Regions from separate parts of the Sus scrofa genome. Here region 1 is linked to region 2. A link is a contact called in public HiChIP or PLAC-seq data. All regions are on one chromosome and are shown on one strand. The core of a region is the stretch at or near the end of the contact, and the rest is flanking DNA. Distances in the headings are between cores, read along the strand shown.

The links. HiChIP or PLAC-seq counts read pairs in DNA pulled down with a chosen protein or histone mark.
Region 1: a contact with region 2 is called in an H3K27ac HiChIP or PLAC-seq map of alveolar macrophages. The contact joins the promoter of PES1 here to the promoter of MTFP1 in region 2. A contact is called at or near these places in 1 of 5 promoter capture datasets (liver), 4 of 47 Hi-C or Micro-C datasets (brain, heart right ventricle, liver and 1 more) and 1 of 2 datasets of contacts at active chromatin or transcription factors (alveolar macrophages).

The regions. Positions count from the first base shown.
Region 1 is chr14:47,494,217-47,497,707 of Sscrofa11.1, forward strand. PES1 (pescadillo ribosomal biogenesis factor 1) reads right to left here and starts at 1,767. Exons shown (of 16, transcript NM_001244432.1): 1 at 1,679-1,767. The coding sequence starts at 1,702. TCN2 (transcobalamin 2) reads left to right here and starts at 2,029. Exons shown (of 11, transcript NM_001244436.1): 1 at 2,029-2,184.
Region 2 is chr14:47,390,961-47,394,627 of Sscrofa11.1, forward strand. It overlaps MTFP1 (mitochondrial fission process protein 1), which reads left to right and starts at 1,618. Exons shown (of 5, transcript XM_001929262.7): 1 at 1,618-1,882; 2 at 2,646-2,773; 3 at 3,131-3,212; 4 at 3,215-3,362. The coding sequence starts at 1,816. It also overlaps a transcript of SEC14L2 not described here.

The sequences.
Region 1 (3,491 bases), core at 517-3,016, 100 kb after region 2:
CCAGCTCTAAAGGGATAAACCCGTAGCCTCCTGAGGGGTACGTTTACGAATAACCCCAGAGTCACCAAACACACCCCGCATGCATTTTATTATTAATAAAGTTATCAATTGTTTATTGGGGATCAGGCCCATGCCAAGTCCCAGGGCAATACAAAGATGAGTTTCAGACTGTTTTAGGGAAGTTGCTTTTGTTAAAACTGTTTTCCATTACCCTATGCCACACTGTCACCATTCTTACCCTTTCAAACATTAAGAGGACACTCAAGGAGTTCCCATCATAGCTCAGTGGTTAACAAATCCAACTAGTAACCATGAGGTTGTGAGTTCGATCCCTGGCCTTGCTCAGTGGGTTACAGATCCAGTGTTGCTGTGAGCTGTGGTGCAGGTCACAGACACAGCTCAGATGCCACATTGCTATGCCTGTGGTATAGGTGGCAGCTGTAGCTCCAATTAGACCCCTAGCCTGGGAACCTCCATATGCCACAGGTGTGGCCCTAAAAAGACAAAAAAAAAAAAGAGAATACTCAAAGTTAACTGGGGTGACTTTACTCTCTGGGTGTATTGGGGGTGGATTCAGTATTTGGTGTTGTTGGGTACTACTGGCACCTAGTGGATGAACGGTCAGGAATGCTGCTGAACATCCTACAACACACTAGACAACCCTCCCCACAACAACACAACTAAGTTATGTGGCTCAAAATGTCAAAATGGTTGTGAAATCCCCACTTTAAAAACTGCCATGATTTGTTTACATATTTGCAACTGTTTCTCAAGATGAGATTTTCTCCCTCATATTTTTGTAGTTCCAATGGCTAGCACATAATGAGTGCTGGGTTAAAAACAAATCAGCATTGGAAACTTTCAAGATGAAGAAACATCATCCCCATCCTCATCCCCTCCTCTCCATGCCACCAATGTGATTTTCCATACAGCAACAAAAACAATTCTTTGAAAAATCGATGTCATTCCCCTTTTAGTTGATTCTTACTGCACAGCAAATAAAATCCAATCTCTTCACTGTGAATAACACGGTTTCTGTCCAACCCCAACTACATTAGATGCCATTCTTCCCTTGGTTTACTATACCCCAACTGTCCTGATATCCCTCCCATTCGGTACACACGGCAAGCCTTTTCTACCTAAGGGCCTTGGCACTTAGTTTCCTCTGTCAGGCTTGTTTGTGACCGTTTTCTTTGGTTATTTACTTTAGTGGCTACCTTCCCTACTAGAAAGTGAGCTTGGGAAATGTAGGGACTACATCTGGTTATGCCTCATCCCCAACGTCCAGAAAAAGGCCTGATTCAACAGAAAAGGGAGTAACAAGTTTTTAAAATGATAAACTCAACATAGTGATGAGCTCTGCGCTATGTTCATCACTTTTTCAGTAAACAGTTGTCCTCCGGTTCGGCCTGCTCTGGGATGCATCTTTACTTGGTAACCTCAGCTCTCTTTCACAGCTCTACTGCAGGCTTCTTTCCCGGATTTCACCGAACGAGTAATGCTGTCCTCGCCCATCCTCGGACCCTTTCTGGCTGCTGTCTTCTACCGCGTTGATCAGCCACCTCTGCACCCACAAGGGGCCAAGGCCGGGGAAAGGCGCAGTTCCCGGGCTATATCGCTCCCGTCTCCTACCTCCTGGGTCACCCCTGTGTCCCCACCCCTGCTTCTCGCACATCACCTTCTTCTTCTCCAGGCCGCCCATGGCTCCACGCTGAAAGGTCTACCAGTGCCGAGCGGACAGGTAGCGCCACTTCCTCCCGCATGTGCGCGGTACAGGGCCCCGAGGCCCTCCACGCCGCCTGCCTGTGAGGGCTGCCCAAGGAAGTGCCTGAGCAAGTCTAGGGAAAAAAGGGACTTTTCTCTTTTATATTTACAACTAAACTCCATGAAAAAAATCACTAAGACCGCTCTTCTGGATCTTTCCCATTTATTGCCTAATACAGACATATTTAATGTTTGATTGAAGGCGGATATTCAGGCATTTCTATAGTCATCCTGATGACGAACGCTTGCCGTTTCAGCCCCGTTGCATTTTGGGATGGAAGGCGGCGGAAGGCCTAGAGGCAGCGCAGCGCCTTCTGGGATGCATAGGGGAGTCTCTCTTCTGGGAGCAGCGGCAAGAATTGCGTTGTCATAGTAACAGTAGGCGTCGAAACTTGTCTTGCCTGAGAAGCCACCTCGGAGGTAAGTGGAGCGACTTTCGCTTCTCCTGTGGCCATTGGTTTTTCCTTTGGTTAGTTCGCTATTATCGGTGTAAATAAAGCAAAAGCAAACTTTTTCCTCTCAGAGGTAGAGAGACCCAAGAGGCCACTTAAACTTTCTGAGCCTTAGGAGAGAGTTGAAAAATGACGAAAGCACAGTTGGAACTGGTGCTATATTTTAAATGTACATTTAACATGTTTTAGTTTTTAATATGTATATACAAATTCCGTATTGTGTTCTTTAAAGGGTAATTACAAGATTTATACAAATATTCACACGAGTGTGATGTGGTCTGGGGAGTAGATGAAATTTGCAAAGTTAGATGTTTTCTTCCTTCAGGCCGCTAAACTCCATTTGGAGATTGCCTCAAAATTTTAAATTTGAAGAGTTCCCATTGTGGCGCAGCGGAAACGAATCCTAGTAGTATCCATGAGGATGCGGTTTCGATCCTGGACTCGCTCAGTGGGTCAGGGATCCAGCGTTGCGTCATGCTGTGGTGTAGGTCGCAGACCCGGCTCGGATCCTGCATTGCTGTGGCTGTGGTGTAGGCGGGCAGATGTGGCTCGATTCTTTCCCCAGCTGGGGAACTTCCATATGCAGCACATACAGCCCTAAAATGCAAAAAATAAAAAAATTAAAATTTGAGGCCCTTGTGAATGTGACCTGACCTAAAGTCATGGTCATTAACTCACCCTTTAGAGGTAAATACAGATATCAAGCACTGACCAATACTTGTTTTGAAAAATGTGTGTTTTATTATGTACTTTCCATGATAGCTAAAATAAAAACTTAATGATTCAGAGTTCCCTCTGGCGCATTGGGAGGCTGGGATGCAGGTTTGATCCCCAGCCCGTCATGGTGGGTTGAGGCTTCCGAGTCGCTGCAGTTGCAGCATAGGTCTCAACTGCAGCTTGGATCACTGATCCCTGGCCGGGAACTCCACAAACCATAGGGTGGCCAAAAAAAAAAAAAAAAAGAAAAGAAAAAAAGCCTAGTGCCTCTACAAACAACGAAAAATGAAATATAATGAAAAATGGGTAGGGGAAGGTGAGCTAGCAAAGACTTTGAAGGAACTTGACAGAGCGGTGTGAGGAAAAGCAGGGTCATGTGGTTCTCACAGCAAAAGACTAAGGTGTGTTTCAGAAAGGCTCTGAGAACAAAAGGAATGGGGCTGGCAAAGAGAAAGGAGAAAGAGACTGTCCAGGCCAGAGGCAAAAGTTTGGGGCATTTGGGAGCATGTAGGGTGTGACTGTGTAGGAGGAGAAGGATGGACCTGAGAGGACAGTAGT
Region 2 (3,667 bases), core at 368-2,867:
AGCCTCGCAGGCCCCCAGCTCCTCCTTCCACAATGACAGGGTGGGGGTGGGGGGAACAGACCTTGCGGCAATCACAGCTCTCCACTCAATCCCACATTCTGCAAACGAACACCAGGCCTTGGATTGCACAGAACCCGAGAAGGCGGTCCCGCCTGGGCCCTCGTGGGCATTCCCTCCCTTCAGAAACCCAGACCCTGGCCCAGCCTGGGGAGAGGTCTGGCGAAGCAGATGGAGGAGGAAGGGGCAAGGCTGGCGCTGACAGGATGGCCCGAGGCCGCGCGGGAGCCCCAGTCAGACTCTTCAGGACATCCTGACCTTGGTTTACAACGCTCTGTTAGGAAAATTAACCCAATGAATAAAGCAATGTTCAGTGCACGGGGAGTAGCAGTCAGTGACCTCCGCCTCGCTCTTCGCGGTCCCTCAGTCAAACCTCCACTTTAGGAGCCCAGCGTTTACCCGCTACTAAGCGGGGCGCATGTGCAAAAACAGCCCGCTGCTTAAGCGCTTTCTCACGGCGCCGGGATGGCCAGCTTGCCTCCTGATTGGCCCAGGCCGCATCTTCCGCCATTTTTGCTGAGGGCACTAAGTGTACTCCTGACTTCCTTTACCGTCAGAGCGGAGGCTCCGCCCCACTCGGGCTTCTCAGGGCAAGCTAACAAGTGCGGGTTTGGCGAGTCCTTGCAGCGCTTGCGGCAGGCCCGGAGTGGGAGGTTGGCTGAGAAGCAACGGTCACGTGGTGTTAGGGACCGTCTCCCAATTCCGCGCGTGCACTGCCAGTATTTCCGGGGCTAGGGATCAGCTTGGGCTCCGAAACAAGCTTCCTGCCAGATCACCAATGAACTGGCTGCCTTATAAGATCCCACCAAAATAGAGACGCCTGAAAACAGGGCCCACAATAGGGAGTCTAGGATATTTATTTGATGATGAGCGCCTCCTGGATACACTGCATCAGCCCTGTGCTTACTGTTTTGGGTTATTGCAAAGACTCAAGGAAACTACAGCCAGAGCGCTTAGTGTACGCTCAGTATGTATTAGCTACTCATTTTTTTACAGACGTGGCTGACAGTTAATAGGCGGCACAACTGGAATTTGAACCCAGGACTGCCTGTCTTTAAAAGCTGTGTCTTTGTTTGCTGATACCCCAAAGGATTCAGAGTTTCACTCGGGTTCTCAACATACACTCCCTCAGTCTCATTTACTGAGCTTACCTTAAGAGCATGGGAACTAGAGCCTCACAGCCTGGAATCAAATGTCGGCTTCACTACTCAGCAGTCGTAGGACCCGGGAAAGTGACCAATTATTTCTATCTCTATTCCTCATCTGTAAAAGGAGGGTGGGGTTTATGCCTGGCTGAGGGGAGGGTTTAAAGAAGTAAGCCATCTGGAGTCTTTAGCCAACAGTCTGGCTGGCACTAAACTCGATAAATGATGAGTGTAATTCATCCTCGAAACTGCCCCAGGAGTAAACCCATCCTGTTTCCTATCTAACAAATAAAGTGACGTGCAGAGAAGTACAGACTCTTGCTCGAGGTCACACAGCTATGAAGCGTAGCATCCGGTATTTGAACCTGCGTCTCTTTGGCTCCAACACTACAGTCAGTGCTGAGAGAGGATCGCGCAACCGTTCAACCCCAGAGAAAACGTGATGAAAATTAATCTGTAAAACCCAAGCTTGGGAGGGGGGCGCCAGTGCGCGAGGGAATTTGCAGACGCTCCCTGCTGGTGGGGACCGCACGACCTGTCCTTCAGTCTGGGACCTTAAGCCGGTCCCGCAGCCGCAGACAGGAGCGCTAGTGGAAGCCGAGGCGGAAGCGTCATGTCTGAGCCGCCCCCGCGGGGGGCCGAGCGCGACCTTTTCCGGGACACGTGGGTGCGGTACTTGGGTGAGCACGGGGCAAGGGGCACGGCGACCCCCACACCACGTGGCTGGGAAGCAGGGGTTCCCAGACGCCGGTCAGGGACATGGCGAACGTGGGAGGGCTGTAGTTCTCATTCAGCCGGGGCAGAGACTGGGCTCAGAGAGGGTTCTGGACTGGCTCAAGATCACACAGCTTGGCCTGTCCAGCCCGGCCCTCACGGTCTCTGCTGGTCTGTCTCCCAGGTGGAAGCTGCAGCCCAAGTAGGTGGATGGGGATGAGTGGGCTGCCCCCTGTGGAATGACTGGACACTGGCTGTAGTCAGGGCACTTGAACTCTCATCTTGGATCAGTCGCTCTGACTAAGCTTGTTTCTTCCTCAGCAAAAAGGGATGAGCACAAGGTCTCTCTCATTGGGTGGTAGTTGTGAGGGTACAATGAGATAAGGTACAGAAAGGCCTGGCACTTAGCGAGTTCCCCGTCAGAGGGGCTGCCTTTAGTCTCTCTCACTGCCTGTCCCCCCAGCCAGCTCACATGCTTCTAGAACCCAGACTATTAAGGCAAGTAGGCTGTGAGAATGGAGACAGTACTCAGCTCTCCCATAAGGAAAGAGTCCAGGTGAGCATCATGGGTGTCATTTTACAGGTGGGGAAACACTCACAGGAGTAAAGTCACTTTGTCTAAGGTCATCCAGCTACTGCTTAGCAGGCTGAGATAAGAACCATCTCCCTCTAGTGCCCTCTTGTGGAACAACCCAACCGCTCAGGAATTAAATATTCCTCCACCACCAGGCTATGCCAATGAGGTAGGGGAGGCCTTCCGCTCCTTGGTGCCAACAGCTGTTGTGTGGCTGAGCTATGGTGTGTCCAGCTCCTATGTGCTGGCTGATGCCATTGACAAAGGCAAGAAGGCAAGAGATGTAAGTGTTAACCTGCCCCTCAACCCCCACCCCAGTCCACTCCCCTTGTGGTCAGTCTACAGCCTTGCATATGGTTAAGTCCCTTGTGGCACAGTCGAGTCCCCACAGCCTGGCCTGGTGCATTCCACACCACAGTCCTGCTTGCAGGATAGGCACCCCACCCCCAACCGTGCAGGTGACATGATCTATACTGAAGTCCTGTTTGTGCATGAGTCAACCTTCAGCCCAGAACCCAACACTAGTGCGGCTCTGTCCCCACCCACCTTCACTTCCCTCTCCCTGGTCCCTCCCATGCTCCTGTCTACAGAGTTTCCTGCTTCTGCCTCTGCTGGGTTATGTGTCTCTTGTACCTACCAGGTGCCAAGCCCTGAGGCAGGCCGCAGCACCAGGGTGACCGTGGCCGTGGTAGACACCTTTGTGTGGCAGGCTCTGGCCTCTGTGGCATCCCAGGCTTCACTATCAACCGTGTGTGTGCTGCCTCTCTCTACATCCTGGGCACTGCCACCCGCTGGCCTCTGGCTGTCCGCAAGTGGACCACTACTGCACTGGGGCTACTGGCCATCCCCATCATCATCCACCCCATCGACAGGTGGGTGCCCCTCCCTGCTTCAGAAAACTCTACAGGTGAGATAATCTTTGAGAAGTGTGGGGTGTACCCACTTTTCACAGAATAAAAACAGCAGAGGCAGGGCCAGCACTTGGGGCTCCTGAGGTAGAAAGGACAATCTATGTCCTTCTTATGATCTGGCAGGCACTTGGGCAGTAAGGTGGGAGGTGCCTTGAGAGTATGGGACTGAGGACAAGTAAATTCCCAGAAAGAAAATCCAGTGTTAGAAAACAACCATAGGTAGCCAGAAACAGTTGAGTCCTGGAGGGGATGGGTTTGAAGTTTTG